Regions from separate parts of the Gossypium hirsutum genome. Here region 2 is linked to region 1. Evidence: chromatin contacts called from public Hi-C data. All regions are on one chromosome and are shown on one strand. Each heading gives the region's core, a stretch centred on a gene start, on an enhancer-like site or on the middle of the called end of the contact. The rest is flanking DNA. Distances are from core to core; before and after follow the strand shown.

Region 1 (4,973 bases), core at 1,485-3,984:
AAAAACGAATTCATATTCATCATAAAAACCTTTTCAGTGAGTTTTCTTTTTTAGAGATGACATTTTTGGAAAGAATAGCCATGAACACCGAACATAGATTATGAAACAAGCATAAAAATACCAAAAAAAAATTCATCTTAAAGACCTCGTATTTTTGTCCTATACACCAAAAACACTTGGTTATAATGTTCAAGTGCTATGATATTCTCCCATCTATCTACTCTTTCTTTCTGTAATACCATCGTCATTCACATGAAAATGAACTTCAAGTGTTTCCCCATCAAAGAAAAACACTCCGTACATGTAAAAAGATTATACTGCAACCCAAAAATATTAAAACAGTAACATGATGATCCAAGAACCAGTGAGCTATGTATGAAGTAGGTTTAGGGAAAATTATCCAACTACGGATGAATAGATGCTATGTCCAATTAAAGTGGAACTGGCTCATCGATGTGCTTTAAAATCCCACCCAGTCCCCTGCTCTGGCACCAAGTTCTAGCATCAAGCAGCGGGAACCTTTTTCCCATCCTCGATGAAGAAAATGGCAGTTTCAGGTACCTGAAAGGAAACAACAAAGAATGGTAATGCTGCCTTTTCTGAACATGATTTTAATATAGTAACGCATCATAAGAAGACTCCAAAGGATGGTAATGCCATCTTTTCCAGCAAGGAGGCATGCATTAAATTTATCAGGGTGTACGAATAGTCAAATATGAAACATACAACCAAACAAATATAATCAAATTTCATCAAGTTTTAGCATTAACAATGAACAATAAAACCTCACTTTCAAGGTAATAAAGAAACATAACTCAGAATTGGAGAGTTTCATGTTGAAATGTATTTCCATGTGTAAGACCAGAGTAATGTCTTTTCTAATGGTAAAGGCAAAGAAAATAAACAAACATTGTTCCATATTTCTCATATGAAGCATTTTCATATTGAATAAAATGTAAAGTGACATTATTGAAAACATTACAGCAGGCCAGGTCTCTGTAATATATTCCACAATATCATACGATATGTCTCCTTGAACATCAATTTGCTCCTTGTCAGTTGGTCCCTAAAGGAAAACAATCATTGAAAAGCTTGTAAGAAACAAAGGAACCGATAATGGAATGAAAAAACTACAAGTAAAGATGACTTTGACGCACCTTAACAACTGATGCACCGGTGGCAAATTTCTTCCCAAGCTTTTTCGAAGCATCACTAAGCTTAATTCCTGAAAAACAACTCCTCCTAAAAAAATTAACTTGTTCTGAAAAAAACTAATAAATAGATGAAAAAGATAAAAATGTGAGAATGCAACTCACCAAATAGATCCAATCCTTTCACAATGGTGATACATTTGCGCCTATTACGTACAACCTTTTCAATGACAACTTCTTGTTTCTCCTTTTATTTGACAAAAAATGGGGAAAATTAGGAAGACTAGATATGTTATTCTCACATATAATAAACAAACCTTGTATGTAAGAGATCCACAAGCAATAACCAAAAAATTAAAGAAAAGAAAAGGAAACAGAAGAATTGGTTCCATGAAATATTGTAGCATTCATCCTTGCAGGTTACCTAAGCTAATTAATGGAAAGGTATTTAAATTTTAAACATTGGGAATCAAAAGCTTCAAAACACCCTATAAATATTATGAGCATATAATGCCTGAGGAGAAAAAAATTGAAAAAGAAGGAACTTTACTTTCTTCTTTATTTTTCCACCAGGAAGACGTTTTACATCTTCTTGTTTAGATGACACTGTGCTCCCTGAAAATTGAAAACAAACATTGGATCAGTGAAAATGAAAAAAAAGATGAATAAAACTTTTTTAAACGAATTATTTGTGATAAAATATATTTATATTTCCATATAAAGATCATTTAAACCTGGTGGAGCTGAAGATGCTGCCCCTTCAGCAGCAGAGGAAATACCAACTGATTGCAGCTGTTCAGAAACCTTCTCACCCTCCTTTTCATTAGCCTCTGAACATCAAAGAGAAATCTTTAATTAACTTACTCTATGAAACTCACATTAAAAAAAAAAAAAAGCAAAAAAGTGCCTTTCTTCTCTTATCCTTCCAATTACAGTTTAGGCAAAGTTAAAAAAAAAAGAAAAAGAAAAAGGAAACAAATAGAAGGGTGTTAAAATCATAGTAAAACAATTGACGTTAAGCATACATGTTTTTGTGTGTATATTTAGTAGCAAAATGCAAAGAATTTTTAATCATTTATCAATTCATATCAGAAAAATATCTCCAAGAAAAACCAAATTTAAACCCCAAAAAAGCCCACAAAAAAACAAAATTTCATCTTCTTTAATATCTTTGTCATCGGCAAACAGACAGAAAGGCATGGGATTAAAATTAAAAAAAAAAACTCAAGTATGCAAACTAATTAATATAGAGAAAAATAGAGGGGAAAAAAAACCTTTGAGGAGATGTGGGTAAAGGTCAGGGGCGTTGCTGATCAACCAAGGTTTACACTTTTCGAAATCAGGGCCGAATTCACAGTACTCCGCTGGAAGAGAACATATGGGACAATATAAAACTTTCACTGGTTGTGGTTTCTCTGCCATAATTTCTTCAATTCTTTTTTTTTTTTGTTACTTCTTCCCTTTGTTTTGGATATAATGGATGTAAATAATCAAAACCCAGATTTCTTTTCGTAAAGTAAAAATTCGTTTCCTTTTTCCCGGTTACAGTGCGACGCAACCGCAATCATGCAATGATGTAAAGAGAACCCGATTCTCTCTTTCTTTCTTGTTAGGGAAATAGGCCTATCTAAGTGGGCTAACTCGGGCTTGGCAGTGAGTGAATCTGGTCCGAGATGTGGCAGTGTTATTAGATTTGGTTCAGGCCCTCTTTGCTAATCCGAGTTTATATTAGATAAATTATATTTTTAGTCACTTAATTATACAAAACTTTTTATTTTTGATCATTTAATTATAAAAAATTATAATTTAATCACTAAAGTATTCAATATTTGTGTTTTTTTGGTCACTTAAACGTTAGATACCTAAAGGAAGGACGGCGTGGCTATTTTCTAAGTAACATAATAACAATTTTGGCCATTAATATTTATATATTATTTTAATTTGATCCTAATTTTAAATAATTGGAGCTCAATCTTTTTCTATTTAGTCTTAATTTTTTTAAAAAAAATCATAACATTTTCAAATTATTTTTAAAAATTCAAAAAAAAAATTTGTTAAAAAATAGAGCTTCAAAAAAGTTTTATAATATTGGTGGAAAATTCGTCCACAATTCGGAAAAGGTGTGATTAATGATATCTCAACTTTTGTTAAGCCTTAAATCCTTTGCCTAGACAATGTAAATCATTTGGCGATGCATATCGCATGTCTAATCATCCTTTTAGATTTTATGTTCATCAACTCTGCTATTAATGCAACAAACAGTTCTCTTAAATTAATTTAAGTAATTATTTTTTATTTAAAATTTATTATTTAGTCTTTAGAGATGCGGAATTATGTATTAAACTATTGTAATCAACATTTCTTCTAATCAATTTTTTCTCAACAGAAACTACAATTTGATAATTTCTTTCAAAACTTTGCCCTTACATGTTTTAAAAAATATTCAATCAAATTTTCATCATCTAGTCACTTTAATTTTTATACGTTGAACAAAAAACCAAAATTATCTTCAAATCTATTATTCTAATAGAATAAAATTACTTGACATACTATGTATAAAAAAATAATCCTTGATGAGATTTTATCGTTTCATTATCAACATTCTCATCAAATCATTTATTTCTAAGAATAATGTATTTTTCATGGAATTTAGGTTCTGTTTCCTTTTTCAATAACTATTTCTTTAGCACACTTGGTATCATTTTGGAATCCATCCTCCTTGTATTTTTCAAAAAAACTAAAGAAGACTTTTTAATTGTTTTATAGCTACATCAATTCGCATATCTTTTGATTGTAAACTATTGCTAGCCAATTCACAGCCAGTAATATTCCATACCAAATAGTCATGCCCAACCAAATTTAAAAATTTTGCTAAACATTCAACTTCACTTTGGATTTTAGGATCATCATTAACTTCATTTAATTTAAATAAAGGAACTTGAATTCTTATAGCTTTAATACTTTCAATTAGACTTTCTCAACATGTTTGTGACAATAATTTAAGAGTTAGGCTTAGCATATGATCTTGTACAATTTGCTATCTTTCATTGAAGAAGAAAATAATGAATATAAACTAGTAATATAACTTTCAAAATTAGAATATTATAACCTAGTTAGAAGCTAATTACCAATGAGCACTAGAGAAATTTAAAGAGATATTTTTCAGTCTTGATTCTTGAAAATTATATTTTTCAATTTTGGGGTCAAGAAGTACTAAAATCTTTTACAAACCTAAGAATTTTTATGAGAGTGAGAGAATTAAAATATTGGGTGCAGGAGGAAAATATGTTGTCTCATTGGTTTCAACAACTGCACTCATTTTTCATTGGCTTAATTCTTCTTTTGACCCCTCTATTATACTTCAATTGTCACTTTGGTATTTGTACTATTTTTTTTTATTAGCTTGGCCTTATACTTTCATTCTATATACCTCATTACCCACCTATATATTTTTTGTTAAAAAGGGTAAAATCAACGAATGACATTCTACCGTGTCAATTAAAGTAAAAAAAAATTAAAAAAATCTTTTAAAAACCAAAAAAATCATAAAAATTTGAGGAAAAAACCCCAAAAATCTTCGAACTTAGGAATTATTAAAAAAATTAAAAATCATAATTGTTATAAAATAAAGAAAGATGGGGAGAATAAAGAATAAACAAAATATGAAAGTAATAGAGAATATACTTTATTAATCAATGAGATGATTACAATGCTCCATCAGAGTCTCTATTTATAGGCATAAGAAAGTAGAGATCTAATTCTAATAACTATTAGAGTTTAAAGTACATTAAAACTTTATCTTAATCATGATGAACATCCACT
Region 2 (5,338 bases), core at 1,067-3,566, 330 kb after region 1:
ACATAATCTCCCACGTGCATCACAGCCAAGCACCTGACAGTGCGACAGATGGAGATCGCCATTTTATGTGGACAAACAAATTTAAAAGGAAAATATTTGACAAATCTAATAAAAAATATTTCACACATTAAAATTTTTAAACTCCACAAATGATATTAAAAATAAACAAATATTATATAAAATATTTTATCCTAGCCAGGCGCGGGTATAGTCCCGGCCATCTCTAAAATTAAAATTTTTTTAACTCCCTTTAAAACTTATAAAAATTTAAATTAATAAAAATAAAATTATATTTTAATCTCTCTAAAAATAATAAAAATTTAATTTTATCTTTTAAAAATTATAAAAATATACAATTTAATTTAAACAATTACACTTAAATTCAGACTTCGCCACTACTTATAAAATAAAAATATAAGATTAATGTACCTAATACTCAGTAAATAAATTCATATATATTTGTACCAAATTACCCCATCTCTCCCTTCAATTTCAATCCCACCATCGTTCCTCTTCTGTTCTGTCCCTTTCAATCCAAAACAAAACGTGGGGTCTTTGTAAGCATGGCCTGCCCTCTCCTCCTGTAAAACAGGCCAATACCCTCTTTACACAGTTTTTCTCCACTTCCAGACTTGGAACCTACAGGTTTCCACAGTCTTGTCTGAAAAAACAACTAAGGGTCCATTGCATGGCATGCCCTTCTACAACATTTTTCTTGTACCCACTTTAACTCTTAGTAGATAACAGCTAAAAACTAATGCTAGTAATGGCAATGGTGACAATCATATGATTCATGAACCAGGAAACAGTACTAATTGGGACATTAATGGATATAAATGCCTAGAGAACAACCAAATAACACAACTGATAAACCCCATTCAAAGGAAACTTAAAATAAAAAATAAAAAAACCAGAAAATGAAATGAAAGTGCCATATTTTTTTTCCTGAACACAAAGTTCCAACAGATGTAAACAATACCAGTAGTAGATCTACACCAATAATTAAACCCTGAAATTAACCCCCCCCCAAAAAAAAAGATTGAAAATGTAAAGCTTTTCACCTACCACTCCCTCTATTGATCATCTCCTTGTACCTAATGATGGAATCAAGCTTTTGCAGTTTCAGCTGGTGCTTGAACTTGTTGATGAAATCATCAGCTTTGGCATCCACCTCATCGTCTTCTTCCTCCGTAGCTTTCTCTTTCCCTTCTCTCACGGTGGCCGGCCGTCGATTTTCCACGATATCTCCTTCCTCGAAATGTTGAAAAGCAGACTTTACACTTGCAGATTTCTTCATCTTCCTCGGAAGCTTAGTTGGTACCTCACCAGATGCTGGTTTAGTATCAGATTTGGTCCTCGCAACATGATTTCCCTCCTTCAGTTGACTGTATACTTCATCAAGCGTTTTTCCTTCACCTTGGGTTCCCTCCCTTTCATCTTGTTTTTCAGGCTCTTGCACCTTTTCATCATGTCCCTCACCCTGAGCTACCTCTGGAGGATAATGGGGGTAACTCTCATGGCTTTTGGTCTGCTCTGGGGAGAAGTAACCGTAGAGGTTAATGGACTTTAGCCTTTGCAAAACAGAAGGGGATCTCTCAAAGGAAGGCTGGCGCTGTTGTTGAGGGGTTTGTTGTTGAAAAGAGAAATGGAAATCACCCACATCAGAGACACTTTCATAGGCAGTGGTAGCACTAGCAACAACAGGTTCTTGAGATCTGTAAGCAGACAAGTTGATAGATTTCAGCCTCTGCAACATAGATGGAGATCTAACAAACTTTGGGTTTGTTTCATCATCTGGGTGGTACTGCCTTTGTGCGTCACTACTAGGCTTGCTGGAACTCAAAGTGGAAGTGAAATAGATGGTACCTATTGTAAGGTTAAGGAAGACAAAGAACACAGTTGGGGTAAACCAGCTTAAAATGGAAGACCATAGGGAATATGGTACTGTTGACATTGGTTCTTCCAACGTGGCTTTGGATGTGTCTGGTTAGGGACTAAAATGAGAAGAGAAAGACAAGGGGTAATGGGAAAAGAAATGGTGGAAGGTAAAGTGGTGGAGGGTTGTGTTTAAGGGCGGGCCAACTGTTTATGAAATTTTTATGGGGGATTTTCTCTAGGATATTTGAGTTTGGATACTTGTCAAGATCTCCATTTTTTGTGTTGATGTATAATAAAGAAAGGGTTATATATATATATATAATTTTTTAAAGTTTTTAGTGTGAAGATTTTGAAAAGGCATGTGCTGGGGAGAGTGAATAGATTTTGTGAGAAACAGACAAAAGAGAAGGGAGAGATTGGCTTGGCTTTTATGGAAGCCAGAGCAAATATGAGGGTGTAGGGCTATCTTTCATTAAAGGAGGGCTGAGTGGCTGACAGTGTATCGCATTTAGGGTTTTGATATAATGGTATTTGATGTTAAGTGTTATGTTTTACTTTCATAAACTTTTTTAAGGATTAATTGTACTATACATTTTTAATGTATAGCTCAAAATTTTTAATAATTACTATCAATCAAGAATTTTTGTCAATCTAGCTATTATTTTATGTATCAAATTCTATTTTCGTAATATTTTTCGCTCGTTTTCACCATCAATACAATGATAGATGTTATTATAATATTTTTAAGTTTAACTTTCTTTTCCTTTTATGAAAATGTTTATTTTATTTTATATTAATATTCTTTAAATCAAATTAATCAAGTTTTAAAAAAAACATAAATGCATTTAAACCTCATCATAAATTAATTTCAAACTTCATTTAAACTTAAATACATGGCATAAACTCATTCAAGTAACATAACGAAATAAAACTTAATTAATAACATCAAAATAACTTGAATTTCAACTATTTTTTTTATAAATATCATATTCAAATTAAGTCTTTATGTACATGTCAAAGTCCTTATGCAATAACAATTAATATAAATACATTACAACTTCAATGAAAGGTGATGTGAAATTCAAATCTTATACTTCTCATTGGCGCGTTTTAAACCACTAATGCATGAGCCTAACAACTTAGTATGTAATCAAGGATAAGCTTATTTATCTTATACTAATATAAATGTTAAGTCCCTTATTAAGAATTTTTCAAGTTCATTTCCATCATACTAAGCCATTTTAACAGATTCGGTTTTGATTACTGATTATAGAGTTCAATTTACTGGTTATTGGTTCTTTAACAATTCGTATTGAGAATTCATGTTCAAGATTATTATCAAGGTTACCAATATTGTTCAATCTAAGTTCATAGCCTTTTTAACTTAACTTTCTAGTTTATTCACATGTGTGTTCCACTTATGGCTATAAATTCTTTATGTAAGGCATATCTTCCCTCATTTGTTTCCTTATTAGGGGTATACCAATACATAATTTTTAAGCACAATTTCATGTCTTATGGCTACAGGATGACCTTATCATAAAAACATAGCCTTTTAACTTGTTAATCCTTTAAAAAAATATACTTTAGAGTACATTTAAATTTTATAATCATAAGAACATCTTATTATCAATATTTTTATTCAAATGGCCCATAATAATATAAGGAAATGACTTGGATACATGGGACTTCCTCCAAAACACACCAAAGAGCACATAGTGCTAGGTACCAAATCAAATCCCTTCAAAACACACCAATGGGGACCAAAGTGCCAAGCCGCCAAACACACCAAAGAGCACCTAAGTGCTAAGCCCGAAGGCGTTAAAATATGCATGTGACTGCATAACCTAAAGGCAGCAGAGAGTGTGTGTAATATGTGCAAAGATTGAAGGCAACAAAACTCCAAGTATGACATTCTAAGTACACATAAATCCATACTAGTGTAACACACCTAACCCGTATCTGTCGTCAGGAAAGGGTTACGAGGTATTACTAAACGAAAACACAATTTTCGGACATTCATGGATACACATAGAAATTTAATCATTTTAATTCATCACATTTGGACCTATACTAAATCAAATCAATTATAATAGGTTATATAGATATATTAAAAACCAAGTTACTATTCATAAGGTCATTTTCCTAAAGTTTAGCCGAACATATATAACATGCTAACCACGTATGTCTTATTTAAAGTCAACTTTCATTCTTCTTTATTACTATATACACATATAACACTTCTAATAAACAAGCATTACTTCAATTATCATATATTCAATCAATCTACGAATAATTTCAAAACATAATTATTTAATCAAATATACCAAAATGTATATGCCAACATCATGACAAAAATTACAATTACATAACCTATTTACTTGTTCATCTACTCGACTATCAAAATCAAACATTTTAATCATACCAATTCCACCATAAATTTTAAGTTAAACTTACCATATAATATTCGTATACACATATGTCAACTTGTCACATAAATATCAAACCACCAACGTACATGTTATATGCATACATATCTAATTTATCTATCGTTAACTGAATACACATACATATCATTTACCAATTCTAAACAAAGCTTATAAGACAAATTATATGTCAAATTTTATGTCAAAAATAAACCACACCAAATAACCAAATGCATAATATAGTAAAGCCATTTCATAGCCTATTAAAAACATGTAATACATATAACATATTATTCCATTTTCAAATGTAATTGCCGAACATATCCATACTTGATATCATGCATATCACACACATATTTTATAAATCAAAACACAAATCTTACATACCATATAATAGACATATCAAAATAAATTTCTACCATGTTCGAACATAACCAATATCATTTAATGCCAATTTACATAATAACACCTTAATCAATATATCAACCAAATTCACATATACTTTTAGCTATGCATAACCATAGCTGAATCAACCACAATTTCACTTTAAACCAAATATATCATACGCATATACTTTGGCATAACTTCATTACCATTATCATATATATATACCATGATTCACATATAAATACATTTTGACCGGAACATCAAAACCAGAACCAAACATACTCATAAGTTGTTCAAAACTTGAAACCAATTCTAACAAAACAAACAAGCCATTTTCTTCTGGCTTATATATATACATAAACCAAAAATCCAGCATTTCAAAATATAATCTAACCTATACATGCCATAGTTTCAAAAATTTAGCTTATAAAATACCAAAGACAGTCGATAGTGTGATCGACTTTGCTGACGATCCCCGAGCTCGTAACTAGATCTCGAAATCTATAAAATAGAGGTAAACATAACACATAGTAAGCTATTTAAGCTTAGTAAGTCATAAGCAAATAAGCAATTCAATGACATAATCAACTCACTTAACCAAACCAAATTATACTATCATAATCATATTAAACCTATCTTATGATGTC

The links. Hi-C and Micro-C count contacts between places; a contact is called where the count stands out from the background.
Region 2: a contact with region 1 is called in a Hi-C map of leaf, with 2.6 times the contacts expected there. The contact joins the promoter of LOC107962851 here to the promoter of LOC107962858 in region 1. A contact is called at or near these places in 2 of 34 Hi-C or Micro-C datasets (both in leaf).

Annotation. Positions count from the first base shown.
Region 1 is chrA06:29,777,150-29,782,122 of Gossypium_hirsutum_v2.1, forward strand. It overlaps LOC107962858 (translation machinery-associated protein 22), which reads right to left and starts at 2,735. Exons shown (of 7, transcript XM_016899411.2): 1 at 2,426-2,735; 2 at 1,886-1,981; 3 at 1,702-1,766; 4 at 1,317-1,398; 5 at 1,158-1,225; 6 at 983-1,066; 7 at 119-561. The coding sequence starts at 2,573. The coding sequence ends at 505.
Region 2 is chrA06:30,108,589-30,113,926 of Gossypium_hirsutum_v2.1, forward strand. LOC107962851 (pathogen-associated molecular patterns-induced protein A70) reads right to left here and starts at 2,317. Exons shown (of 1, transcript XM_016899394.2): 1 at 919-2,317. The coding sequence starts at 1,954. The coding sequence ends at 1,058.